3 separate regions of the Mus musculus genome follow, and regions 2 and 3 are each linked to region 1. The links are chromatin contacts, called in public HiChIP or PLAC-seq and promoter capture Hi-C maps. All regions are on one chromosome and are shown on one strand. The core of a region is the stretch at or near the end of the contact, and the rest is flanking DNA. Distances in the headings are between cores, read along the strand shown.

Evidence for each region. Promoter capture Hi-C pulls out the DNA fragments that hold promoters and counts their contacts. HiChIP or PLAC-seq counts read pairs in DNA pulled down with a chosen protein or histone mark.
Region 2: an H3K4me3 HiChIP or PLAC-seq map of bone marrow-derived macrophages shows a contact between it and region 1, with 4 times the contacts expected there. The contact joins the enhancer-like site here to the promoter of Mrps14 in region 1. A contact is called at or near these places in 6 of 39 promoter capture datasets (the C10 cell line, the HPC-7 cell line, HPC-7-derived erythroid cells and 3 more), 3 of 484 Hi-C or Micro-C datasets (LSK cells, bone marrow-derived macrophages and embryonic fibroblasts), 7 of 115 datasets of contacts at active chromatin or transcription factors (the SCID.adh cell line, bone marrow-derived macrophages, embryonic basal ganglia and 3 more) and 2 of 9 other capture datasets (macrophages and pancreatic islet).
Region 3: a contact with region 1 is called in a promoter capture Hi-C map of the HPC-7 cell line, with 2.9 times the contacts expected there. The contact joins the enhancer-like site here to the promoter of Mrps14 in region 1. A contact is called at or near these places in 4 of 39 promoter capture datasets (the 3T3-L1 cell line, the HPC-7 cell line, HPC-7-derived erythroid cells and 1 more), 3 of 115 datasets of contacts at active chromatin or transcription factors (the HPC-7 cell line, the SCID.adh cell line and bone marrow-derived macrophages) and 2 of 9 other capture datasets (liver and pancreatic islet).

What each region holds. Positions count from the first base shown.
Region 1 is chr1:160,193,076-160,197,374 of GRCm38.p6, reverse strand. It overlaps Mrps14 (mitochondrial ribosomal protein S14), which reads right to left and starts at 2,160. Exons shown (of 3, transcript NM_025474.4): 1 at 2,064-2,160; 2 at 271-429. The coding sequence starts at 2,108.
Region 2 is chr1:160,394,944-160,399,242 of GRCm38.p6, reverse strand. All of the region lies in intron 17 of Rabgap1l (RAB GTPase activating protein 1-like), which reads left to right. Among named protein-coding and RNA genes, the nearest start is that of Mir1927, 100 kb to the right of the region's middle. Within about 2 kb of position 2,007, at least 20 of the 459 cell types and tissues checked have an H3K27ac peak or open chromatin away from gene starts, as enhancers often do. A contact at or near this core is called in bone marrow-derived macrophages, where this site is marked.
Region 3 is chr1:160,328,317-160,332,615 of GRCm38.p6, reverse strand. All of the region lies in intron 19 of Rabgap1l (RAB GTPase activating protein 1-like), which reads left to right. Among named protein-coding and RNA genes, the nearest start is that of Mir1927, 34 kb to the right of the region's middle. Within about 2 kb of position 2,220, at least 25 of the 459 cell types and tissues checked have an H3K27ac peak or open chromatin away from gene starts, as enhancers often do. A contact at or near this core is called in the HPC-7 cell line, where this site is marked.

The sequences.
Region 1 (4,299 bases), core at 911-3,410:
AATTGGTCAAACAGGCACACGATTGGTACTAGTACTTGGTACTAGTACTTTCTAGGGATTATATAATGACAAGGCTGAAGAACCAGGAAAGACTGAGTAGTTGTCCTTTATCCTAAGCTGACCAAAGCCAGTTTTAAGGCTATATATGTAGACTTGAATATTTGATCTTATTCTCCAGAAATTACATTAAGAAGTTGCAATAAAACAGCATAAAACAGAATATGAGGATAGTTAATGCTTTTGTGCAAGAAAGGGACTCAACTGGCTAACCTGAAGGTCCTTTGGCAAAATGGTATTCTTTCTGAGCGAATTGATCCGAAGCCTCTCATCTGCATATTCATAAGCCATTTTCCGTCTCTTCAAATCACGCAACATTCTCCAGTCTACATAGTAACCTCGAACTTGACCTGACGCTGATGGAGGAACTGCCTAAAAAAGAGAGACAAGGATTATCCTACAAACTTTCAGTCACTCGTTAAATGACTTTGAGCAGTTAAATTCTATTTGGCATGTCTGAGTGCACATGTGTGCTTGTGTATGGACGGGCATGTGTGGAGGGTGGACAAGGACAACGCTTCTGTGAGTCAGTTACCCCCCTACAACATGGGGCCTTAGATTGAACTGCACAGGCTTGGTGGCAAGCATTTTACCCACTGAGCCATCTCATGGGGGGAAGACTTAATAGTTTTAGGAAGTAACTTATGGCATTTATTTGTGTGTGCATGTGCATACCTCATGCATACTACAACTCAGGTGGAAATCTGGGGACAATTTGCAGGTGTATTCATTCTTCTTTCTTAAGTCACTGTTACCTTCTCCCACACCCTCAGGTTCTGATGACTTCAGTACCCTTAGTTATAAAATTAGAAGCAATCTGGAGAGAATTTCCAAACTCCCACTACCATACCTGTGCCCCCTCGGCAGTATTTGTACTACACTCTACACCCCTCTCATTGGTTATATGACACCTCTGTCCATTACAGTGGCCATGAACCATGGATACAGCTAATACGCACTGGAACTGTAAGCAGTACAAGTGGGGACATAATTCTTGGTATTAACTCGCTTAAAAGTTTGGTTTTGGTCCAACTGCAAAAGTTAGCATCCCAACTGCGATATATATATATTTTAAGTGTCAGATACACAGACTTTGAAACCTGCTTCCAACAGAAGAATGCAAATGTCACATAAGTCATTCTAATTTTGACTTGTTAGGATAAGGATAGACCTGACTAAAAATATCTATCAAAATTAACCGCACCTCCTTTTTAAACTTCAATATAAATATTAGAAAATATTTAAATTATCCTTGTGGTTTGCATTACAATTCTACTGGACGAAACTGCTATTCATGACTTAACCACATTCCTAAAATCAAAATTCATACACAGACTATATCACCTCTTGCCTGCAAAAAAAAGGCAGATCTCCAGCGATTCTTCCCTATTCTTTATATCAGTGTTCCCCCACTCTAATATACAGATATGACGCAATGTCACAGTAAAGAAAAAACAACCCAGGTCCACCCAGGTCTCCCTCTAGTTGACACCCCTCCCCAACAAAACTATCCAAGACTTCTCCAACGTCCTTTGCTGCTCGTTCCAGTTTCTATCCGCATCATAACACTCCCACTCCTTAACTCTACAGCCAATTCTCGGCCCTTCCTTTAACTAATTCTGCTTTAGCGGAATGGCCTGCTCCCCATTCGAAATTGTCACCACCTGCTTCCAAGCCACCACTGGCTGACAGCTAGTTCCCTACAGTCTCTTTGCATAATCGGAGCCTCTGAGGTCTCAATCATCCGACTCTCCCCTCTCTTCTCCACTCACACTCGGCTCCTTATAACCCGGAGTCATTCTCGCAGCTTTCACATGACGGATCACACCTGAATACCAAGCCCTCGACTGCTGCTCTGGGCTCTCCTAACCTAGCCAGGACGGGAAAGCAGATAGGAGCCTTGGGATCGGTCCTCCGTGCGCATTACAGGTGACAGGGTTACGAGGGACCCACAGGACACGGAAATCAGGGAAGGGGTAGGCTGGCGAGAAAGGCAGGGGCCTGACCTGCCGGAAGGTCCGCAGCAGCGAGCCTAGCACGGACGCCGCCATGTTGTCTGCCCAGCCAGCCAACCACCGCCGCAGTACAACACCGGAAACAGGTTCTGTGGAGGCGGGGCTTATGCCCCAAAGGGCGGGTCCAGGGCAGGATTTAGCCTATAGAGAGGGAGAGGGTAGGTGCGGGATTTGAAATAACTCTCGCGTTATTTCATAGATAAGCAAATCATCCATGCGGACCGCCCACTTAGGCAGTAGGAGAATAGTGAGCCTGCGCGATCTCTCCTGGCCCTTGCTGTTCCTCTGTCCCAGCCCCGCCCAGCCTGCGCCTGTGTTCTGCGCGTTGGCGCCACCCGGCGGAAGCTTGGCAGCATTTGTCACTCATCCTGCAGAACTGGCACTGGTCACATTTCTGCTGTAAAGAAGATGGTAGTGGCCCTGATAGAGTTTCTGCTTGCACGCCAAGGGTTTAAATATGTATTATATTATATATATTATATTTATTTTATTATATTATATCATATCTGTATTAAGGTTGTATAGGTTTTACGTTTTTGTCTCTGTGGGTTGGACGGCGGTAGTGGTGTGTGTGCATGTGCCTGCTGTTTTCCCTTTAGTACAGGGCACTTTCCTGCCATCTTCCTAGCCTGTCTCCTAGATGTGTTGATGGGTGCAGTGAGGAACAGCCCATTGGGCTCTTTACACAGGAAGCTCCCAGGAAGAAGGAGAGTTTTTTTCTTTAAGCGTTACAAGTTAGTGAACATTTCTAATGGGCTAGGGAAACTCTGACTGAAACCATTTGGCAGGATAAGACAACCAGGAGTCCCTGCCATCATACTAAGATCTAAAAAGTCCTAGACCAGCAAGCAGCATCAAACCCTGGTTAAAACTCATTCCCACTCACCCCCACGCCACACACAACATAATTGGGCATCATCTACAGTCATCTCAAGATATGGGTACACGGCAAACTCTTTTATTATGTTTCTGTTGTTTTAAGATGCCTGTTTGTTTTCATCGGGAGTTAGATAGGAAGGGAAGTGGGAAGATCTTGGAGGAGATGAGGGAGGGGAAATATGCTGTATAAAAATATTTCTTTTCAATTAAAAACAGGAAAAGTTTCACTAATGTGTTACAATTTCAGAAAGCCAAACTTCTGGAAGGGGCTTGAAAGTCAGAAAGATATGTTTATAGGCTATAGAGTAAGAAATGAGTTTTAGGGCCGGGCGTGGTGGCACTCGCCTTTAATTCCAGCACTCGGGAGGCAGAGGCAGGTGGATTTCTGAGTTCGAGGACAGCCTGGTCTACAAAGTGAGTTTCAGGACAGCCAGGGCTATACAGAGAAACCCTGTCTCAAAAAAACAACAAAACAAAACAAAAAAGAAATGAGTTTTAGGGCTGGAGGGATGGCTCAGCAGTTAAGAGCACCGGCTGCTCTTCCAGAGGTCCTGAGTTCAAATCCCAACAATCACTCAGTGGCTCACAACCATCCGTAAGGAGATCTTACGCCCTCTTCTGGAGTGTCTGAAGACAGCAACAGTGTACTTACATATAATAAATAAATAAACAAATCTTTTAAAAAGCGAGTTTTATACAATTAAACTATTGCACAGACCCATGAGTTGAATTCCTAAAAGGTCCAGAAAAAAATCAGAAAGATTAAAATTCAATGTGACCGTTTACATTCTCCCTCTATTCTTGAGTGTACTGAGAGACTTTATTTGGAGTCTTCTCACCCTGAGCTTCCATGCACAAGCAGATAGTATATGTTGCTAAACAAGCCAAGAAGCCTTCAACGTAAAACTGGCCCCAAGTTTCTCTGCAACTGCATTGAAGGTTACTTAGAGATCAAAGCATTTCTTGAGACAGGTGCCTGTCAGTATTATCCTCCAGCAACCCTACCTAGAAACTTGGTCTGGAGCTGGCACTAGATAACCACTGCTGTAGTCTCACTGAATGGATAGCTTCCTAGACACCAGTGCATGCTGCAGCCTTGTGAAGAGAACTTGCTGAGCCACCCTCTGTCCTCCAACTGCTATCATTCCACATTTATCAGCTTTCTTTGGGTAAAACTTGGTTTCCCCTGGTAGGCTAGGTTTTCATCCTGCATTACAGTATGACAAGGAACATGGCCAAGAACCCATCTCCGTGTGTGTCATAAGAACAGGCAGGAAAACTATATCCGTCTAGAGTTGGATGTAGGACCAGCCCTAGGAGCCAGGTGATTGTTTGCCTTGTTGAAAAT
Region 2 (4,299 bases), core at 758-3,257, 200 kb before region 1:
CATCACCTTCTGGTGGTGTGTACTGAAAAGAGCCCATTATCACTGCTGTGGTATTGGCAAAAACACAACCTAAATTTAATTATACAGAAATCAAATTAAGGAACATTAAAAAAAACTGGCAGGTATTCTTCAGAAACGCCATAGTCATGGACATGAGGGTGAAATCTGTTCTAGGTAAAAGACTAGATGGTTGGGAAATTGAATTTCCAAGTGTGGGCTAGGATTATATCCTACGTGAGAAAAGGTGACATTTGTGGAGATTTTGACCAAGGTTTTATTCTTTGTGGTTTTGGTCATTATGTGTCATCTAGTTATGTAGCATACTGACATTGGTGAAATTTTGTAAAAGGTATGCAGAAATTCTTGGAACTGTGGTTTTTTTCAGACATTTTCCTAGTTAAGTTATTTCAATGAATGTTTTAAAAATTAAAATCACTTATTAATTTTGTTCATGGTCTCATGAGTTAAAGATTGGGGAAAGCTCAGCTATATGACCAATTTTTGGTTCACGTGGCATGAATTAGAACATATAATTCACTTCTTTTATATATCAGCATCTTGGCAATCCTTGGTCTATCAGTGACATTGTCTGGTCCACCATGCCCTCTCATTGTTCATCTTAGAACATGAAGGTCTAAGTATTCTTGTCCTTCCTATGCCATAGCAAGAGTGACTAGTCAGAGAGAGCAGAGAATCAGTCCCTGAATCCAGGGTTCAGAAGCAGGCCTTGCATCCCTCCCACCGTATTCGCTCATCAAAGCAGTGACATAGTTCCCCAATTCAGAGAGTCCAGAGGCCCTACCTCTCAGTGGGAGAAGTGTCAGGGACTTGTAGCCATCCCTCACCACCACAGGTACCTACCGGAAGTTTTACTGAATAAGCTTACAATGAAGTGAATGAGAATCCCGAGGATCTGTGTCACGCTGACAGTCCTAATTCTGAACCTGGCGTTAAGAGCTAGCAACAGTGTGGTGCCTCTGAGGCTCAGTTTTTCTGGCTCAGAAATGGTAACAATTACAAATATTGCACAGATTTATAGAGGAGGACTCATGGAGAAAAAAAGCCATAAAGTGCTGAAGATGGTAGGTTAATGAATGTCCTAATAATACTAGCAATTATCAGATGTGCTTGTCACTTGATTTGATTTTAGTATGCTGTTTTCTTTGGTCAGTATATCTTCCATTCCTCCTGCTGCCCGTGGCATCCTTTTATCTTGGTCCCTTCAGATTTGTTGACCTTGCACTCCATTGGTAACTTTCCTTTCCCACATGCTGACCCAGGTGTTGATGTGCATGTGGCCCTTTCTTGACATGACCTTGTCTCCCCAGTGCTGTCAGCACGGCTTTTGATAGCGTCTCTCATAAGCTGCCAGCTTTCTCTGAACCCACGGTTGTCTGCTCATCACAGCCAAATGTTCAGTCTTTCTTTCAGTGAGTGCTCAACTGCCAGCCTTTATTTATGTAGGATTGTGAGGGCTTAGTAGTTAGTCTACCCAGGAGCACTGTCATCTGCACATTAGAGCTCAATTTGGGGCAATTAGTTGTAGGTGTTCTTTAAGGCAAACATGTTGCCAGACTGTGACTGGATTATGAAACTGCAGTGTCCAGATCAATTAAAGAACCATTTCTTCATGAACACAAGGCTGATTTCAATCTGCCATCACTAGAGGAAAGTGATAACCCATTCTTTCTGCAACAGACTGGATTGTTATTGTCTCATATCCTGACAGCAGTCAGCCACTTTTTTGTGAGTGTTTTCAATATTGAAACAAATGATAGAGTTTTGTTTGGGTGCAATGCACCTATTTTTACTTTCTGCTCTGTGGTTTTACTTGTATTTAAATGGAGGACTTCCTTTAATCCTTTGAATTTGGAGGATACATTAAATAATACTGAGATAAGGGTAAATTTCCTTATTGTCCTCTAAGCTTTTTACTGCTGTAATATGTGCCTGAGATAATCTACAAAGAGAAAAGGGTTCTTTTAGCTCACAGTTTATAAATTTCACTGTGTGGTTAGATGACCTCATTTCCTTAGACCTATGGTTAGTAGCACGTCATGACAGCAGTTCAGAACAAAACCTCTTTTTTTTATTAGATATTTTCTTTATTTACATTTCAAATGTTATCCACTTTCCTAGTTTCCCCTCTGAAAATCCCCTCTCCCCTCTCCCCCCTCCCCCTGCTCACCAACCCACCCATTCCCGCTTCCTGGCCCTGGCATTCCCCTATACTGAGGCATAGAACCTTCACAGGACCAAGGGTCTCTCCTCTCATTGATGACTGACTAGGCCATCCTCTGCTACACATGCAGCTAGAGCCATGAGTCCCTCCGTGTGTTTTCTTTGGTTGGTGGTTTAGTCCCAGGGAGCTATGGAGGTTCTGGTTAGTTCATATTGTTAGAACAAAACCTCTTAACCTCATAACCAGAAAGTATAAGGGGGGAGGAAGTCAGAGTTCCACAATCCTGTTTAAGGGACCCAGAGACCTCTACTCAGCACCACCATACAGGACTCTGTCTCTCTCTGTGTCTGTGTCTGTCTCTCTGTCTCTGTCTGTCTGTCTCTGTCTCTCTGTCTCTCTGTCTCTGTCTCTCTGTCTCTCTCTCTCTCTGTCTCTCTCTGTCTCTCTGTCTCTCTCTCTCTCTCTCTCTCTCTCTCTCTCTCACACACACACACACACACACACACACCAGTAAAACATAGGGTGCTACTTTGAGATCTATGCTGTAAATAATCATTTGTTACTGAGTCGCCTTCTCTGACTTAGTGCTTTATAAGATGACATTTATAACTGTGCTGCTTAAATTACCATCCGTGATCTGTAGCTTGTACTGGGCAGCCCTAGAAAATCCACATGGATTTCTGTAAAGCTGTTTTTTGAATTTTGAAGTAAGGCTTCATTGTGTAACCCAGGGTGGCTTGGACCTTCCATCCTCCTGCCTCATCCTCTGATTTCTGGTAGATGTACTACTATTCCTAGCTCATCCTGGAAATCATAATTTCTTTTTGTGAAAGCTTAGGGTTGATGTGTGAGGAATAAAGATATGTTTTTAAGCCAGGCAGTATTGGTGCATGCCTTTAATCCAAGCACTTGGGAGACAGAGGCAGGTGCATCCCTGAGTTCAAGGCCAGCCTGGCCTACAGAGTGAGTTCCAGGACAGCCAGGGCTACACAGAGAAACTGTGTCTTGAAAAACCAAAACCAAAACCCAAGCCAAACCAAACCAACAAACAAAAAACAACCCAGCCAACCACCCAAACAAACAAAATAAGATATGATTTTAATGTAATTAACCCAGATCTTGGCACATTTAAATACTAATTCATGTATGTATATATATATATATATATATATATATATGCATATATATGTATATATATATATATATATATGCTCTTTTGTTTGTTTTGTTTTGTTTTAAGGCAGTCTCACATATCTCTGGGTTGGCCTTGAACTCACAGATACTAATAGATATCCTTTAGCTGGAACTAAAGGTATATGCCAGTACACCTGGCTTATATACTCTTAGTTATTATTTATTAATTATTTTGCTCTTAGACGTATACATAGTAGGTAGACTTAATATTGAAAGTAGCAAATAGCCATAACAACATTGTTATTTGCTTTTGTTCAATAATGCCTTTTTCTTGTTTATTGAATAGCACATAAAACACAACGTAAGAAATAAATGATGAATCTTTTGTCTCAATATTTCTTACCAGAGTTTTACAAGGGAAGAAATTACTTTGCTGACCCCTTCTGACCTAGAATAGTGCTCAAAACTTCAAACAGATGTTACCCACGTGTATCCACCTGCTGCTTTTAACAGTTACAGTGGACATTCGTTTTTGCTCTCAAGCCACCGCTTCCAGTGAGTGGTTACAATAATGCTCACGGCCATCCTTCATTCTGAGTCAGGGGAACGGAGAGTCACAGAGGAGAGGAGGCAGAGTTCAGTTCAGTTTGGAAAACTTGATTACAGATTGTATCCTTAGCATAGTAAGATTAGTCCCATTATAAAGGCAGGTAAAGTGGAAGCAGGTTGAGCCCAAAGCTGTAAATGCCATCAAAGCATGGTATTATCTTGGTTGTAAGATTGGGCAAAAGTTGAGTTTCTGAAGGTAGGAGGTATTTTCAGAAAGTTAACACCTATTAATAAATTGCTAGAAATAACCTCTGCCTGAACAGTGGAAGCATTTTGGAAATAACTTTCCCCTCCCACCCCTCACTATGCACCCCAGGTTTTTTGTTTTTTGTTTTTGGTTTGGTTTGGTTTGGTTTGGTTTGGTTTTTTTTTTT
Region 3 (4,299 bases), core at 971-3,470, 140 kb before region 1:
CTGACTTGCATAGAAACTAGGCACATGTGCTGCATGGACATATATTTAACCAAAACACTTACACATACTTTTAAAATCTAAAAAAGAAATTTAAATCAAAAAGAAAATAGGAAGTGGGATCCAATTGGGGAAAGTAACCAGGGGCAGGCACTGAGGGGGAAAAATCTTGTCTTTATCCCTTTTTTCTGGCTGCTTTCTGGCTGTTGTAAGGTGTGGGAAGCTCTTTTATATTATACTTCTGGGGCCAAAATCTGCTGCAGAACTAACCAAGAATCAACAGAATCAAGGATTGTGGACAGGCATTTCCAAAACCACAAATTAGACTGCCTTCCCTCTCTTGTTTTCTTTAAGTATTTGGTCATAGCATGATAAAAACTAAAATATTTCTCAAAGGATTGCCTACTCCAATCATAATATGTAGCTCACTGTCTCTTTCAGATACTTAATGGGGGTGGGGGTGGTATTGTATTGTAAGGGAATCTTACACTACAAACCACACAAACAGGGCCACAGTTGACCAAGGCAGTATTCTGCTACTCAGTTTGGCACCAGTTCAGTACATGCTTCAAAGATGTCTATGTGCATTTTATGTTCTGTCCAGGCACAGCTTATTCCCTGTTATCTCTTACCCGAGGGTCACTGTACTCTCAATAAAAGTATCTCTGGAGACGTTTGGCCTAAAAGTTTAAGCTGAAATTTCTTACATGTTTATAAACTTTTATAAATTTCCACTTAAAGGCAAACAACTAAAGACAAAAGTTCTCTGCTCCCTTGTTCTCTCATTCTCTCTCTCTCTCTCTCTCTCTCTCTCTCTCTCTCTCTCTCTCTCTCTCTCTCTCTCTCTCATTTTCTCTCCCTCTCCCTTCCCCTCTCCCTCTCCCTTTCCCCCTCTCTCTCTTCCCCCCTCCTCCTCTCCCTCTCCTTTTCCCTCTCCCTCCCCTTCTGCTCCCTTTGCTCACTCTCCCTCCCCTCCTCTGAACTTTTTTCTCTCTCTCTCTTTTCACTTCCCCCATATCTTCATTTCTCCCCCAGTTTTTGTGTCTGTATGCTACCAGCTACCATTTTTTGTGTCTGTATGCATTTGCTATTACTATAATGGTCATAACAAGAATCTTACACAACCTGGGAGTCTCAAGCAAAAGAAATTGATTTTCCTAAAGTCCTAGAGACTAAATGCCTAAGATCAAGGGATATTTAGAGTTGATTTATGAGAGGACCCTCTCAATGGCACACAGTGGACACATTTTTTAATCTCCTATTGTCTGTGTGTTCTGTGTCCTAAGAACACAAGTCACTTTAAAATAGGGAGCACCTTGCTTGGCATTAATTCCACTTTAAAGGCTTTATGTTTAATACTTTTAAACACTCTGGGGAGCTAGGGCTTCAAAACACAAATTTCCCCATTTCTTTTCATAGTCTGTTGAATATAAATGCTTTCTTGCTGTCTCTGAAACTATTCTCTACATCTGAGCATGAGTCTTACTTTGCAGCTCTGAGCTGTACCTCCAGTATCTACTACCACATGCTGCAGTCCTATTTTTGTCAGTATTTGCCAGCTCTCCAGTTTTCTCCCAAACCACCAGATTATCTGAAAGAGCTTACTTTTTTTCACAGCTGCACCCCCATTTCTATCAGCCCACTTCTTTGGCAAAGAATTTCAGTTGTGTGCACATTAACTGAGAGTTCTGATTTACCTCAGTGCTCTGGACTAATGTGACTTTCCTGCATAAACTTACCTACACGTCAACTCTGCCCCTTCTCCCATTCCTTCTTTGCCTAAAGGAGAGTCAGTGAATTGTACAAGTAGATGTCTAGCACAATGCCCAATGGAAGAAGAAAGCCTATAGTGTATTTTAATTGAATGAGTATTTTAAGCAAGAACAGGGTTTGAATAAATTGTTTTACCTAATTGTAGGATTGTCACTGTTTTAAAAATTTGTAGCAAACATTTTTCCACAAAAGGGGAGGTTTTTAAGAAGGCTGACTGATAAAGTGGGGTTGTCTTGGAGCATTCAGAACAGATTTCTGCCTTTACTTTCTGTCCCCTCTAGTTTTCTCTACCCGATACCTCACATTAGGGAGGTTCTCTCCAACCAAGCTGAACTCCTAGCCCAGGGGGAGATAAAACTCCTCTAATTGCTTCTTGGTGCAGAGAAAACTGCAGCCCCTGTTATCTGAAGGATGCACTCAAACGATTCAGCTCAGCACATTTACTCTCAGTCCACACCAGGATGTCATGCTCTTGTCACAAACTGTCTCTTCTGCCTAGGACACTTCCTTCTGTAGAGTTCCTGAAGGTAGGGATTTGGGGGGTTGGCCCATCAAGGTTTAATTCTGTGTCTGGTTCCTACTGACTAAGGGATCCTGAAACAGTTACTGAATCTCCTTGAACACGGTGTATTCCTAATCATAAAATAAGGCCAATGTCAACCACACAGGGGATTGTTAGAATTAATTAATCTAAGCAGATATGTGAAGCGCTGGCTCAATTATTTTCCCGTTTCTTCCCATAGCCGTGTGGTCAAGCAAACTCATTTACTTTTTAAGCCCAGATCGGTAAGTTGTTCCCCCTGGGAACCTAGACTGTTATTTATTCTGACTCTGCAGTTCCTCCATTAGACCCCACGAGGGGGTAAGAATGTAGTTGCCTGAAGCCTTGTTAGAGGAATTCAAGGCTTGGTTTCTTCCTCACCAGCTCTGGCCGCTCTCTATGTTCACCATTTCAGTTTTCTCTTCCATAAAAATGGAGAGGGTAAAGAAGATTGCCATGCAGGTTAATGTGGGTTCTGTAGGCAAGAAGCACTGCCGAAGGAAGGGTATAAAATGTAGTTCTTAATTATTTCTATAATGATTTTGAGTCAGCCTGTCTTACCTCTTTTAGATAATATTATGATGCATGTATGTAGATGTATGAAGGAAGTCCACCTACTACTTGTTCATACTTAGTTAACAGAATCTGTTTGTAAGATATGAAGAATCTTGAGATTCAAGATTTTTTCATAAAAAAATTGATTGTTGGCTTTTTGGTAAGATCAAGGGTAATTTTTTCTGAAAATCCTGATGGAAATAATAATGATGTTTTTAAAACCCTCATGGGGGCTGGTGAGATGGCTCAGTGGGTAAGAGCACCTGACTGCTCTTCCGAAGGTCTGAAGTTCAAATCCCAGCAACCACATGGTGGCTCACAACCATCCGTAATGAGATCTGATGCCCTCTTCTGGTGTGTCTGAAGACAGCTACAGTGTGCTTACATATAATAAATAAATAAATAAATAAATAAATAAATAAATAAATAAATAAATAAATCTTTAAAAAAAAAACCTTTAAAAAAAATAAAACCCTCATGAGTAATATGAATGGCATGCTAGCCTTAATTGCTATGGAAAAGTAAAATAAAAAATGAAGTAGGAGCTGGAGTTGTACCTCATTTAGTAAATGGTTTTGCCTAGTATGAATGAAGCCCTGGCTAGATTTCTACCATTGCACAAACCAGGAGTGGTGGTGCATGCCTGTGATCCCAGCACATGGGGGTAGGAGGCAGAAGGATCAGGAAGTTAAAGGAGATCCTTGGCTTTGTGGTGAGCTTGAGAATAGCCCAGCTACTTGATCCAATTTTAGTGACTTTTGTTTCTTGAGTGTGTGGGGGGGATAATGCGTGCATGTGCTTGTGTGTGCACGTGGAAGCTAGACAACATCTTTGGGTATCATTCCTCAGGAGCTGGCCATCTTGTGTTTTGAAACAAGGTCTGTTATTGGCCTGGAACTCACCAATTAGGCTAGTCTGGTTGGCCAACAAGCCCTAACAGTCCACTTGTCTCCACGTCCCCAACACTTAGATTACAAAGATGGTCCACCTCACCAACTTTTTATATGGATTCTGGAGATCAAACTCAGGTCCTCATGCTTTCATGGCAAGCATGTTACCAACCGAGCTGTCTTCCTAGTCCCTAATGACTTTTACCTTAACTAGTCCAGAACTTAGTATAAAAGAGCGAGGAGTTGGACTGGGCACACAAGATTTTACACACACACACACACACACACACACACACACACACACACACACACATACACACACACAATTTGGAGAAAAATGCAGCTGGAAATGGGAAACAGCAGTGGTTTTGTTGAAGTACTGCATTACTTAACATTAACTTTGCAATGACAACAAAGTAGTTATATTGTGCTATTTGGAAGTCTGGTACATGTATAACCAAAGTAATGCCATAAAATGGGTACTTTTACGGACACAGTTTTATAGATTGGGCACAGAGTGTTAAAGCCCTAATAAAAGCTACT